Regions from separate parts of the Pungitius pungitius genome. Here region 2 is linked to region 1. A link is a contact called in public Hi-C data. All regions are on one chromosome and are shown on one strand. Each heading gives the region's core, a stretch centred on a gene start, on an enhancer-like site or on the middle of the called end of the contact. The rest is flanking DNA. Distances are from core to core; before and after follow the strand shown.

Region 1 (6,122 bases), core at 2,211-4,710:
GCCGCCGGCACCTGGAGTTATTATTATTCTCACAAACCGCGGGCCTTTTTGGGGCCTTTATCATATTCAAAAAGTTGATACATTTGGCATGGATATCTGGACTGTTGGATAATTTTTGGGTATGAAGAAATGTCTCTAGAAATTTTAAAGACCGCACTATGCCAGTTTCCGCCCCCGGTGTCCGATCAACTTGAAAGTTGGCACACAGGTGCTCTTCGACATGCTCTACAAAAAAGTCAATCATTGTATGATTGGTTCTGCTACCTGTTTTATTTTAATAAACGAAAATCAAATGGAAAAAGCCATTGGGAACTAGAGGCCACTGAATCAACTTAAAGTAAACTACAGTTCCCATTATCATTGTAACAAAGGAACAGATGACAGATAACCAAGTCATAGATTTAGTAGAGCTCTTTGGCGTTATACTCTTTAGGTGATCATGTCATTTGTTAAAATTACAAATACCGTACACAAATTAACCACATCTATCCTTTAGGCAGGGCGGCATAGTGGTGTGGTGATTAGCACTGTCGCCTGTCAACTCCACCCAGTGGCCTTTCTGTGTGGAGTCTGCATGTTCACCCTGTGTCTGCATGTTCTCCCCGTGTCTGTGTGGGTTCTCTCCAGGTACTCCGGCTCCCTCCCACAGTCCAAAGCCATGCTCTGGGGATTAGGTTGATTGGGAACTCTAAATTGCCCGTAGGTGTCTGGATGTGAGTGTGAAAGGTTGTTTGTCTATGTGTTGCCCTGTGATTGGCTGGCGACCAATCCAGGGTGTACCCCGTCTCTCGCCCAAAGTTGGCTGGGATGGACTCCAGCCCCCCCGCGACCCTGAGTGCAGGATAAGCGGCTTGAAGATGGATAGATCCTGGCTGTTTCTCTCTCTCTCTCTCTCGTAACAAAGACACTTTGCTTTCGAAATGCAACATAACCAGCAGTTGTCCTTGAACTGACATTCTTCTATATATTGTTTGGGAATGCACCAATCACCACCAGTGTAAATTCACTGTGTATCCCTGTTTGCTGCACTTCACATTAATATGCATGAGCTGCATGTACCGAGTGATAATGTCTAAACACAAAACACCTCCTCTACACAGCATGTGGCAGACAAAGAAATGAGAATAATCTCAAGGAATGTGGGCTAAATCATACAAAGAGAATATGAGTAACCCATGGTGCACCGAATGTGGCAGTGGTATATAAATAAATATACGAATAAAGTTGAGAATATTGATTGATGACACTTACAGATTTTGGATCTTTTTGGTGCAGCTGTGCAGCTGTGACCTGTTTGAACCCACCTGGATAGCTGTAAAGAAAAGAAAAACCTGTCAGTCCTTGTCTCTACCAACTTGTATGAGATTCAAGGAGGCCATTGAGCTGTAGCACTTGATGAATAAAAATGGTAAACATATACCATTCATATACATATACCATGAATAATATGTTCTAATTTTTGTTTTTTATAAATAAATTGAATATGAATCGGTTTTTAAATGTGCACCTCTTCAAAATGTTTTTCTCTTTACAACAAAAAAATCTAATTGGCCACTTGTAGAAGACAATAGTACATTTTTAATGCTTTTTAGCAGTCATGGTAAATTCGAGCATCAAAAAGCTTCGAGAAATACTAACCAACCCTAATGCATAAAAAAACTATGCAGAGGAACTCCATTTTCTTTCTGAGTGGCACTCAGTGGAAACACAAGAAAAATGGATGGGCCAAGTGAAGTATAATGTGTTCACATAAAAGTCTGCACCTACCCTGTGTGTGATGAGTAGACTTTCTGCTCCCATTTGTTTCCAGAGAAAGCTATGTGTTTGGTGTTTATAACTACTACATGGTCACCACAGTCACCTGGGAAAAAGTTCAGAAAACATCTCATTCTACGGATAGTATGAGTAAAAGTATAAAAATTAATACTTTTAATTCAACACAGGGACAGGCATAGCTGTTAAAGGGAAGCTAAATATTCATCAAGCTTACACTCTACTGACACCATGTGGCCATTCTATTCCACAACAAGCTCAAACAAAGGGTGATTGGATTCTTTATTGAAAGAACAGTATTCTATGCATAGCGTAAAGGTTACGCCTATGTCCGACAGCTAAATACTACTTTATGTAGTGTGTGTGCTTCCACTTACTTAGTGCATGGTAGATAGGCTTGTGTTTCCCCTGCAATCTAACAGAACACATGGTCGCGATCTTCCCGGGGGGCTGCTGTCTGGCATCGATCAGGAACCAGGAACGAGCGAAGGTCGCCCATTGCTGAAAGACAAATGAAACAAAGAATCTGTTGAATGAACGTGCATGGGACCAGCACATGTTTGTTGGTGCGAGACAAAACAACAAAGCTTCAGCTCAGACATAGATATACATATATTTTGCCAGCAACTGTTTCCAAATCATGTCTCGTATAGGAGTTCAATTGGTTTGACCCTACATTCAAAGAGAAAAAAGATATATATTAAGTTATGTTAGAAGAGCGCGTCACACTTTTTAAATTTCTTGCAGGTAAAAAAAAAAAAGACTTCCACAGAGGATACACCGGTTTGTCCTCAGTCATCCCTACTCAAGAGGTATTTTAGACATTGGAACATTGTTTATGATAAAGCTCGAAGTTTGATGTTCTGCTTCAGCCACATCATAACCATCAGAAAGATGCTGAACATGTTGATCATGTTCTATAAGCCTCTTTGGTCTTGTTTATTTCATGTCACGTGTTCCTTGTCTATTGTGCTCTGTCCATTTTTATGGGTCTGTACAGTTTTTTTGGTGGCAAATGAGTTTTCCCATTGAGGATAAATAACGTTTTCTAACCTAATCCACCTACTCAGTGCAAATATTCTCCCCTTCCCTAAAAAATATAAAGCACCTGAAGCCCATAGATCCGTTTTAACTATTTTTTCATCATTGATGCACGAACTAACTTCATATGCAACATGGCATCACTGTGATGTTCGTCCTGAATGGATAGTAGGATCAAACAGCCCCATTGCGCCTTTAAAGTAATTTAACGTAAGCATGTTAAGGTCATTTTAGAGCTAACGTTGCTAAATGAACGTTTACCGAAGCTGACAAAACATTTGGTTATTGCACTTCTTGCAAAATAACTGCGTTGGGTTATACAAACGTGACAATTCACACAATTCACAGGTGAATTAACGTTAGTAGCTAACGTTAGCCGTTACAATATTCACATACTTGCATGTTGGTTGTTAGCAAACGTAAGCCAGCTAGCTTTATATGTATGCCTTCACAACATACAAACACACATATGAATCTGAATATGTAATCTGTACGATTACCTGGGCAGATCTGGAGAAACTTGACATTTCTATGAAACTACCAGCACATCATCGAAATCATATGACCCCAGCTCATGAGAGGCGGTCCGTTCATTACTTTATCTCGGTTGAAACAATAGTTGAGACATTAGTGTTCCTATGCTAATGGTCATTCCATATTTAGCTTCTGTAGCGAGAAGTACTACTAATTCATAGGTACACACAAGCCATTCACGCATGAGGCTCACAAACACCTTGAAATAATTGCTTTACGGTAATTGTTTGGGCATTTATTTTATTTCTTTCGAACCACCGTTTCTTCCCGGTGCTACTTTGACGTCGCACCTCAACGTCGTCACCAAACTTCCTTCCCACCGGAAAGAAAGAGAGCGGGGAAATTTGACAGTCGCTATTCCACCAAAGTAACATAAAGGTATTTTATGAACGTACATTTTGGCATTCAAAAGGGGGTTTGTTCATTAAAACGTCGTCGATGCAGCCTGCCGCCTCACCCAAAATGAGAATACTAGAGGAGGTGCAGGCCACTCTGCAGATCGCCAAACTGAAAGAAGAAGATCTACAGAAAACAATTCACTGCCTGTCTTTTGGGGAAAACGTTTCATCTGCAGACTACTGCCTCATGGAACTGGATGACACCCTGTGCAAACACATTGAAGCCGGGCAAAGGTAACGTTTTTAAAATAATGTGAAAGAATAGGCCTACGACAATAAGGGTATTGTTTAATGGGTTTGTGTTTTTCAGTTTTGCCTGATTTTTGCATTTATAATCATGTAAAATGAATATGGTTGGTCTAATCTGTTTTTGTAAATTGACTTTTTAATAAACTAATCATTTCAGCAGTACTATTTATTCTTTTAAAACCTGGTGAGAGCACATTGTCTGCTAATTAGTGTGTACCCCCCTTCTGTCGCAACTCTTTAATGTGGTTGAAGATAATTGAAATTGATTGTGTAAATGTGATTGATGCAGCATAACTAACAATCATTTTCTCTTTACTTCCCAGTTTAGTGATTCGAGGGGACACGGACGAGCGAGCAGTGCTCTGTAGCGGTGACAAGACCTACGATTTAAAAATAGCAGACACATCTAACCTACTGCTGTTTGTACCAGGATGCAAAACGCCAGACCAACTAAGCAACAGCCAGGAAAGCTCCCATTTGGTGCACGCGCAGGTATGGAAACGACAAACTCACACGTACCTGCCTGGCATGCTGCAACAAGACTCAACCTTCCGTTTACAGATGTAGGTATTGGTTAGTTGCAATAATGACCGTTGTGTACTAACAATACCCTAATTCTGTTATAGATCTGGGGATTTTGTAACAGCTACTGGGAACTGAAGAGACAGCGTCCTAAACTGAAGAAACTGAAGGAGATTTTAATGGAGAATCCTTATAAAGGACCAGCTCTAGGGGGGCAAAAGGAAAATCCAGAAAACAGGGTAAATAGTCTACAGAGAAGTCATTTATCATGTATTTATCATTTATCAGTCATTTATATAGGTCTGTGTGCATAGGCATCAGGCTTATTGCAACTTAATTGCTTTAAAACGTTGCTGAGAACAACACTCAAATAACCTTTACTTAATTGAATGTTAAGTGTGTGCCCCTCTTTTAGATTTGATTCTAACCTTTAGTGTGTGTTTTTCTCTTACCAGTACTCAATGCAGGATCTGTTGGACAGGATCCAGTCCAGCGAAGAAGAGCTAAAGACTCACTTAAAGACCATCCATGCCTGTCAGATAGATGGTGAACAATGACATTTTTTAAGAATAAAAACATGTGTACTAATTGTTAATTGTCATGTTCTCCTGGGCCGTACATCACAGGAATAATTCTTTCACAAGTACAATCTCTCTATTTTTAGCTGTAGTAACTCAAATGTATGTTAAAAAAACAGATGATTCCTGATTTTTTAACAGTGTCCTTTCTGTCTTTCAGGCTGCTGGCGCGTGTTGGACTTTGACTACGAGATGAAGCTGCTTGGTCATGTTACTCAGCTGGTAGATTCTGAGTCATGGTCCTTCAATAAGGTTCCCCTTCAAACAAGTCTGGAAGAGTTGGCTCCACTGGAGCCCAAGTAAGTTAACGACAATGATGCTCATGCAACAGGAAAAAACAAACAAGGTTATAGTGACTTTCTGAGAATCTATTAAAAGGTCATTTATAATGGATGTAGAGGCAGAGCCTCATAACGTCTCCTCTCTTCACAGAGAGATGATTGAGCACTGTTTGGACTGTTATGGGAAGCGCTTTACTGAAAACGGTAAATAAAAACAATCTCTGAAGACTCAAATGACAGAACTTGAGTTCACATTACTGAAATGCTGCTAGAATATACATCAGAGTAATTCCAAACATGATACTACGCTGTAATAACATCTTTGTATGATTCTTTCTAGACCACGTCTTTTATGCACTGCATGAGGATAAAGTATGTCAAAGCACGGCGTTACTCCTGCTGCAGAACGCGGTGAAGTTCAACCTGCGAGAGTTTCAAGAAGTCTGGCAGCAGAGCGTCCCAGAGGGCATGAGCACAAGACTAGACCAACTAAAGGTAAGCCTGTTTCTTGATGGTCATTGACTGACCTTCTCAAAATGTTAAAATTCAAATTAAAAATCATCAGTCCATGCATTTATTTAAGTAGTAACACAAGCGGTATGGCTTCAAGCAGCCCAGTATTAATTAAAATCCCCAGTCATCTTCTCATCTTATTGTGTTTTATGCCAGTTTGCATTTCTCTACCTGAAGATTTAATTAGCATTTACTTTGTCAATTTGACGAGCACTCTCCAACGAGCTGTAGAT
Region 2 (7,065 bases), core at 2,991-5,490, 190 kb before region 1:
CTTCTAATCAATTTTAACCAAATCCTCTTCCTAACAATGTATTCATAATGCATCAGCAAAGATAATAAACTATTAACTGAATCAGATCATTGACCGAAGGCGAAATTGTGATGAATTATTCTCTTTCATCCTTGCAGGCTTGGAAACATGAATCTCACTTGTATGAATGGTTTTCGTCTGTGATGTCTAAATGGTGTCATTTGCTCCAGATGCCCGCCTCTGTGTATTTGATGTGAGGACCATCAGAAGTGAAAGGTGCTTTGGTGTCGATTTGCACCTGAAAGCCTTCATCCACTCGTTTCTGATTGCTTATGAAAATGAATTCTACTCAACATTTTTTTCTTTAAAACAATCATGTAATTGTTTGTATGTCTTTCTGCACATTCATACATCTCTCTGCTGCTTCGCAAACACTCCCGCGCACTTCCAAATGCTAGTCCCTCCCCATTAGATATGCTCTAAGTCTAGACAACGTACTCGCGAATGGAGCAAGAAAATGTAAATTACTTTTGTGTTCATTACTTATGCTATAAAAATGTAAATTGCTTAGTGACAAAAATGCAAATGAGACTAAGATGAAAGTCTCTTGTGCCGAAGGAGGATGTATGAAAGATTCATTTTCTTAAAATGTGACTCTTTATTCAGGAAACCAAGAGGAGGACTCCTCTGTGGTGGCTGGCTGACACCATTGGATCAGACACCATTTGCCCGACTCACTGGCTCATGCGGACAACTGGCTTCACTAAGAAGTTTAGGACTGAATATCCTCATAGACGCTATGTTCAAACCCGTCTTATTTCACATCCCGAGCCCGATGAATCCTTCGAGTCTCCGATCGGCCTGTCATACTCTCGCAATCACTGCCAGGACTCATCACCACGGCAACAGTGGGGTGTCATGGACACATTCTGTTTTGTCGATAACAATCACAAAGCTAATTTCTGTCGTCGTTGTTTGGTGTCAGTGTCGCTAATAGTGGAGTCACACATATAGGATGTTGTGTGTCTTACATCTGTGAGAGCATCAATCACACAGCTGCAGCAGAGAGAGTTTATCGCCCTAATATCTCCTCTGAAGAAACAACACAAGTGACCCGCTCAGTCCGCAAAGAGATGGGAGATGGAGACAAACAGCGGAGTCAGGACAGCACTGAAGTACATGATATTACTTTCAGGCCTTGATGCAGAACATCCAAAAAGAGAAAAGGCTTCATCAACTCCAGCAAATCAACTGAACAACTTCTCTGCTGAAAGGAGTTTTGTCATTATCATTTTTAAGGAAAAGCCCAGGTAATATGGAGATTGTATGCAATTTGAAATATGTGGGCAATTACCAGGTTACAAGGGGGTAAAAAAGTTATTTATGCCAATTGTAGGAGAGACCATTTTAGGAGCTCTACCCACACCGGAGTAAATTTCTCTGTGATTGGCCTCAGCTGCTCCGATGTTGATGTCTTATTTTTATAAGCTTTATGAAATTGCAATGCAAAAATGTTGTAGCACCTTTTTAAGTTTAGGTTTAAATAACTACTTGATAATAATAAATATCCGTTCCTTTGTATTAAAAAGGTTTTTTTTCTCATTGTGGATTATTTTTATGAACTTAAGTAAAATGTATAAAATTGACAGTACAAAATTGTCCCAAATGTACAAACGTTGTCTGACACAAGTTGAAAACAATCCAATGGACTCTTTAAAGCACTGCTATAACACAATTGTATACTTTTTTTGCCTTCATATTATGAAATATATCCCAGATTCTGCTAGACTGTAAAGTTATAGCGTGCTGTTAACATTTAGGTGAAGGCTATACGTCTGGAATTTCATTTAGAAACCAGTGTATTTGTGTGTTGGAAGATTGTCAGCCTTAATTACAGCCAGTAGGAGTGCATCGAGAGTGGAGCGGGATCCGAGGAGTTGTACACTAATTAGCTACATTAATTGGCGAGGACCTGCTCTGAATTCAGACCGAGTGGATAGGGAGTCAGAGAGGAGGACGGAACAAATGTTTCTCATCTCGTCTGCTGCAGAATCTGCATTTCCCATCTCCAGTGAGTGAAAAGTGTGCAGCACTGCAGGAGAATAAGAGCAAGAAAGACCAGGATGGAGAGTGATGCTGCCTGCCAGGCACTTCTCAAGTGATTATTTAAGATCTTATTCCAGATCCAAACCTCCTCTTCTCCTCTGTACTTCCATGTTTCTCTCTCGGGCTTTTGTCCTCCGTGAGAACAGATAAGTGGAGGACACAAGGGGCCTGGAGATAAGATCACACTTATCCGTCTCCCCCGGAACCACGGTCAGAGGCGAGCCCAGACCCATCAGCTCGTCGTTCTCCGGGAGCTGAGATGGTGTGAGATTAGTTTTCAGTGGCACCAACGGCCTACTTCTCCTCGAAGCTATTGGGGATTGTGAATCACACACTCGTCCATGAAAGGTCATCGTGGACGGGTGAAGACAAGTTGGGCCTCCCACCCCTCTCCCTTCATCAGCTTTCAACCTAACGCATTGCTGCTCCGGCCACTCTCCGTGGCCGTTTGTCATCTGGTCCTCTGCTGGCGAAATGCAATCTTATGCCAACGCAAGGAGAGAAGGGGCGATTACCTTGGGCGGTTTGTCGTGGCTGAGGGGTGGGGTGGGGGTGGGGGGGGGGTGGGTGGAGAAGGAGGATGATTGGGGTTGCTTTCAAGAGTGATTTGTTTGAAAAACAACAACGGTTGCTTGTACCTGAGCTGCAATGAGCAGTCCAGAAATGCACATCTTAAATGCAAAAATAAAAGCTGGAACGACGTTTCCATCCAATAATTAAATTTTTTTACTGTTGATTATCATGAAATAAGAAAGGAATGGAAAAATGAGACAAAGTTGGCAACTATAGAGACGATGAGACTTTCACAGAACCGATTCCACTTTTTATTTCAGTGAGTTCTTTTTCCCCACAGATTTCCAGCAATAAATTGGCTTTGCTCACTCAGACGATCCCAAAGGACATCGGGCCTCCATCTGCTGCCGTTATATCATTTGTCCTTATACATCAAGCTAAAGAGGATCATCATTTTGAACACAATATTGTCCTGGAGGAGACGGATTTCACGCAGTGCAGACTTATTTGATAAAGAGATTACTTAGGGATAGTTTATCTTACTACTATATAATAAATATAACAATATTGCAGTGTCAGTGAAGATATACTCACAGAAAAGTTCCCAGAGAGACAGATACGCAACAATAGTCTCTGGCTGGAATCAAATGGTTACCGGTTCTTATTGACTCAGCCTTTGACCATCGGTCCAATCAGTATTTGTAATTTGTGTGTAAGCTGAAAAATGTGTCTATTGCTATCTAGTGCTATTAAATGAGTCTAGTATTAAATCTCACATTAGAGCTGGTCTAGTTTAGTTATATTAGATTCAACAAATGAAAGCATTTCACCAAAGGCTGTCTAGAAAAAGTAACTTTTACGCTAACTTTCTTTTCTCCTCAATTTCTTCCATTATAATGACCAGGCTTTATTTCTCCTTACTTCGTAAAAGGTATTTGATATTAACAGAATGGAGCACCAAAAAGAAAATGATCCGGAGGAGCATATCCTCCATATGTGTCCAGGGAATTTCAAATCAAATGTGTCCAGGGAATTTCAGATTTGAAAATATAATAAATAATTTAGTATTCCTTGTATCAACAGAGGGACGAACTCTGTTACTGTGATGATGCAAGAGAGAACCAGCCTTCCTCTGCATCTGCAGACATATATTCAGCTGTATGTAGAGTGTTAGTGTCTAAACTGTGTCAAAAACCCATTTCCCTCTCTAGTTCCTCCTCTTCAGCCACATCCTGTTGTGCATTGAACAAAGGCGCCCACTTAGCTCTGATATACGACGGTCGACCAGAACAGAGCCCCGGGTTTAACTCTCTGACGTCAGGAACTGAGGAGCTCTATCTCCTGCTAATGACCCCCCACCCCTCTTTTTCTCTCCCCTCATCGGCTCTGACTCCTTCCTTCATCGCTTCTAGTCAGATCGAAGGTGAGAGCCACAGGGAGCGCTCTATGATGAGACACCGCCCCTCCGTGTTCCTCCTCACTGAAAACATTAATGAAGCTCTGGTAAACAGACATTTATCCACACAGACGTTTGAAAATGATAAAGTGCACAGAAATGTGTTGTTGGTCCTCATAAAACGTCTCTTGGAAAATAAATGCATCGTGATCATGGTTTGTCCTTGTCGACGTGCGCAGTGTTGATAAAGTTGATTCAAATCCAAGATGGCGACGCCTATGGCGAAGACGTGATCCAAAGAAACGGCTCGATTAGACGGCATTTCATATTTGACTTTCATATCATCGACTGTTGGATTAATGTCCCTTCGACCATAACACTTAAATAAACCAGGAAACACAACGGTAGGCAATTTCAAAAAGGCGTTTCTTGTAAATGTAACGTTAAATCTTCCATCGTGATCCGACCAGCAGACAGAATAAGCAGTCAACCAGGAAAAAAGTCATTTACATTTAACCCCATGGCAACGCTACAAGTATAACTTGTATTTTTAACCAACTGGGAACCAGCTGCTCTGCTGTGGACAACTAGCATGCAGCTTTATAATGTCATGCTAGCCCATCGTAGTTTCCCAGACATGGTCCCTCTGTGTATACACAGAGCGCGCTGAGGACCCCAGCCATGCTGACCAATGGGGACAGACTGGATTCAAGGTTAATCACGTGTGTTTGTCAACATGTGTGTACTATCCGATGTGAAACAATAAGAGTAGTTAAAATACCCGACAACTCCTTTTAGATGGGACTGACCAGTCTGCAGAAGTAGGCAACAACATTTCACTATTCATAATCGTGATTCAGAGGTAAACATTGATTGTAATAGAAGTGTAATAGAAGACATTATATTTTTTACTAAATATTTTTGTATTCATTTATTCAGTTAAGATTATTGGTCATTTAAGGTGTTATTTATTAAAGTGGTGCAACTATGAATTATTTTAATCCGTTAATCAGTTAATTGCTTTTTTATTTCCACGTGGTCGTTAAATTGTCCAGAATTTGTGTCTATATCAGTTTATATAAATTACACTTCAAAAAAACAGACTATACCAGCAAATACTTTTGAAGAATTAGGTTTAATTCGGAAGAATTAGGTATTTTCACATTTTTCGAGATCAATCTGTAAAATTGCCATTTTTGCACAGGACTTTATGATCACCCAACTGCAGGCACAAATATAATACCTGAGCTTCTTCCACAACTTTTACAAGCCAAACCACATTTCAGTTGGTGCCCCAAAAAGCTGAAGCGTGACACCATAATTGGAATAAGATAATATAGATGTTCAGAGAAAGACGTCCTCTATTATAGTGAACTAACGTCTTTACGGGAGAAACACGAAAGGATGAGCTAAGTCACCATAGAAACATTTTCACTGTTTTTCTCGGCTTAGCCCCCTCACTTGCACCTTTTAGAGATGCACACAACCTTGAGTGCTCAGCTTCAGCCTGAGGGAGGAGCGTTTGCTGCTGCAATGCTCTGGTTATACTCCAGAGAATTTAGTGAAAAACACATTAGCCCAAGCCAGATGGTGGCGGAGAGGAGGGTGCTCAGTCCACCAGAATAATAAAAAGTTATCCTGCTAAAGCTCTGTCCATCATGGTCAGTAAATCCTTGTCTGATTCTTGTTAAATAATGTGGAGAACTTCAGTTTCAAGCTAAGTGAATTAAAGAGCTGACTTAGATGAACAAACAATCCTCCTTTTTATTTACCTTTATTCCATCTTTACCTCTGGAACCACAGCGTACAGACAATCACTTATCTAACATCTATGGAGCTGTCTGAGATTCAGATGCATCACTGCTGGGAACATATTCTCTTGACTGGTCAGGTTTACAGCAGTTGACTTGTTACCTTGGAAACACATTTAGGTCAAATATTTTCATTCTAACATGCAGTTGACTGTTGCTAATTTTGTGTGTTGCTGTGCTGATTTGAACTTCGCTGTCATAGCAGGGTAGACACAAACATGCTGTGGAAGCAGCAACTTCCATGCAGGTGATTTCCTGAGGCTGTCGAAGCCTTTCATATCCTGAAATGCAAAAAGTATCTAAACATGCGAATTTGAAGCAGAGAGATGAGTGAATAATCAGTAGATTGAAAATGTCAACCTCACATCTGGGCTGGTAGGCAGTGTAATATGGACAACCTATCCAGAGCCGAGCATAATCGCATCACGCTGAATAAACCTCTCAGGGTCATGCTGTAGTGTGAGTGACGTGATGCAAAGAACAGACTGTGAGAGAAGCTTTTGGTCACTCTGCTCTCAGGTGGATTCACGCAAGCTGCTGAGTCCCGTGAGGTCAGCGCGCATTAACGCTGCTGACTTGATGTGGAGTGTCGTCTTCTTCAGGACATGATTATGGTGATAGTGGTGAATCACAGGGGCCCAGATGTTAGATGCAAACAAGCACATTATTAATTATATGTCAAGAAGTCTATTTAAAAAAAAATCTGTCCAACATCTAATTAACCGTATAATTGTAATTATTGTTGATTCATTTTTTGCTAATAGACTAAGTGTTTTAGATATGTGATGATTTTAAATGAATTCCCCATTGGTTCTGCATTGTAGGTGTCGGAGCCATGCAGGTGTCAGTGAGAAGGCTGGCTCTGGGCCCGCTGGCTGTTTCCCGGTTCGGCCACCTCATGCGCCCAGTAGTCTGCCTCTGGTCCCACAGAACCCGGAACCTGTTCAGTGAGACGGGAGTGTGGGAGACTGCTTATAAAACGGACACCCGACTCAGACTGGAAGAATGGTGGCAACCACGAATTATGGCACAGTGCCGGAACGACGCGCTGGAGGAGGTCAGTGGGCCTTTGCTTTTGTTTCCTGCAGTCTTTAGTCTGGTGACAGAAGTAAGATGCCAAATGGATGACAGTCATGGTCTGATACACTAGTTATGTGTTGTGGGTCTGTGTGTTTAGACATCATGTAGTGGCTTCAGAAACCTGGATGATTCGTAATCTCTTAACTGGAGGAATTCTCTGATAAAAACCTGAATAATCTT

The links. Hi-C and Micro-C count contacts between places; a contact is called where the count stands out from the background.
Region 2: a contact with region 1 is called in a Hi-C map of muscle, with 2.0 times the contacts expected there. The contact joins the promoter of lars2 here to the promoter of mrpl13 in region 1. A contact is called at or near these places in 2 of 2 Hi-C or Micro-C datasets (both in muscle).

The regions. Positions count from the first base shown.
Region 1 is chr11:9,676,935-9,683,056 of fPunPun2.1, reverse strand. mrpl13 (mitochondrial ribosomal protein L13) reads right to left here and starts at 3,460. Exons shown (of 8, transcript XM_037452892.2): 1 at 3,315-3,460; 2 at 2,151-2,274; 3 at 1,768-1,861; 4 at 1,252-1,312. The coding sequence starts at 3,341. It overlaps dscc1 (DNA replication and sister chromatid cohesion 1), which reads left to right and starts at 3,597. Exons shown (of 10, transcript XM_037452889.2): 1 at 3,597-3,726; 2 at 3,793-3,980; 3 at 4,319-4,487; 4 at 4,622-4,756; 5 at 4,973-5,063; 6 at 5,256-5,394; 7 at 5,528-5,580; 8 at 5,717-5,871. The coding sequence starts at 3,811.
Region 2 is chr11:9,864,231-9,871,295 of fPunPun2.1, reverse strand. It overlaps lars2 (leucyl-tRNA synthetase 2, mitochondrial), which reads left to right and starts at 4,240. Exons shown (of 22, transcript XM_037454624.2): 1 at 4,240-4,398; 2 at 6,325-6,419; 3 at 6,630-6,862. The coding sequence starts at 6,641.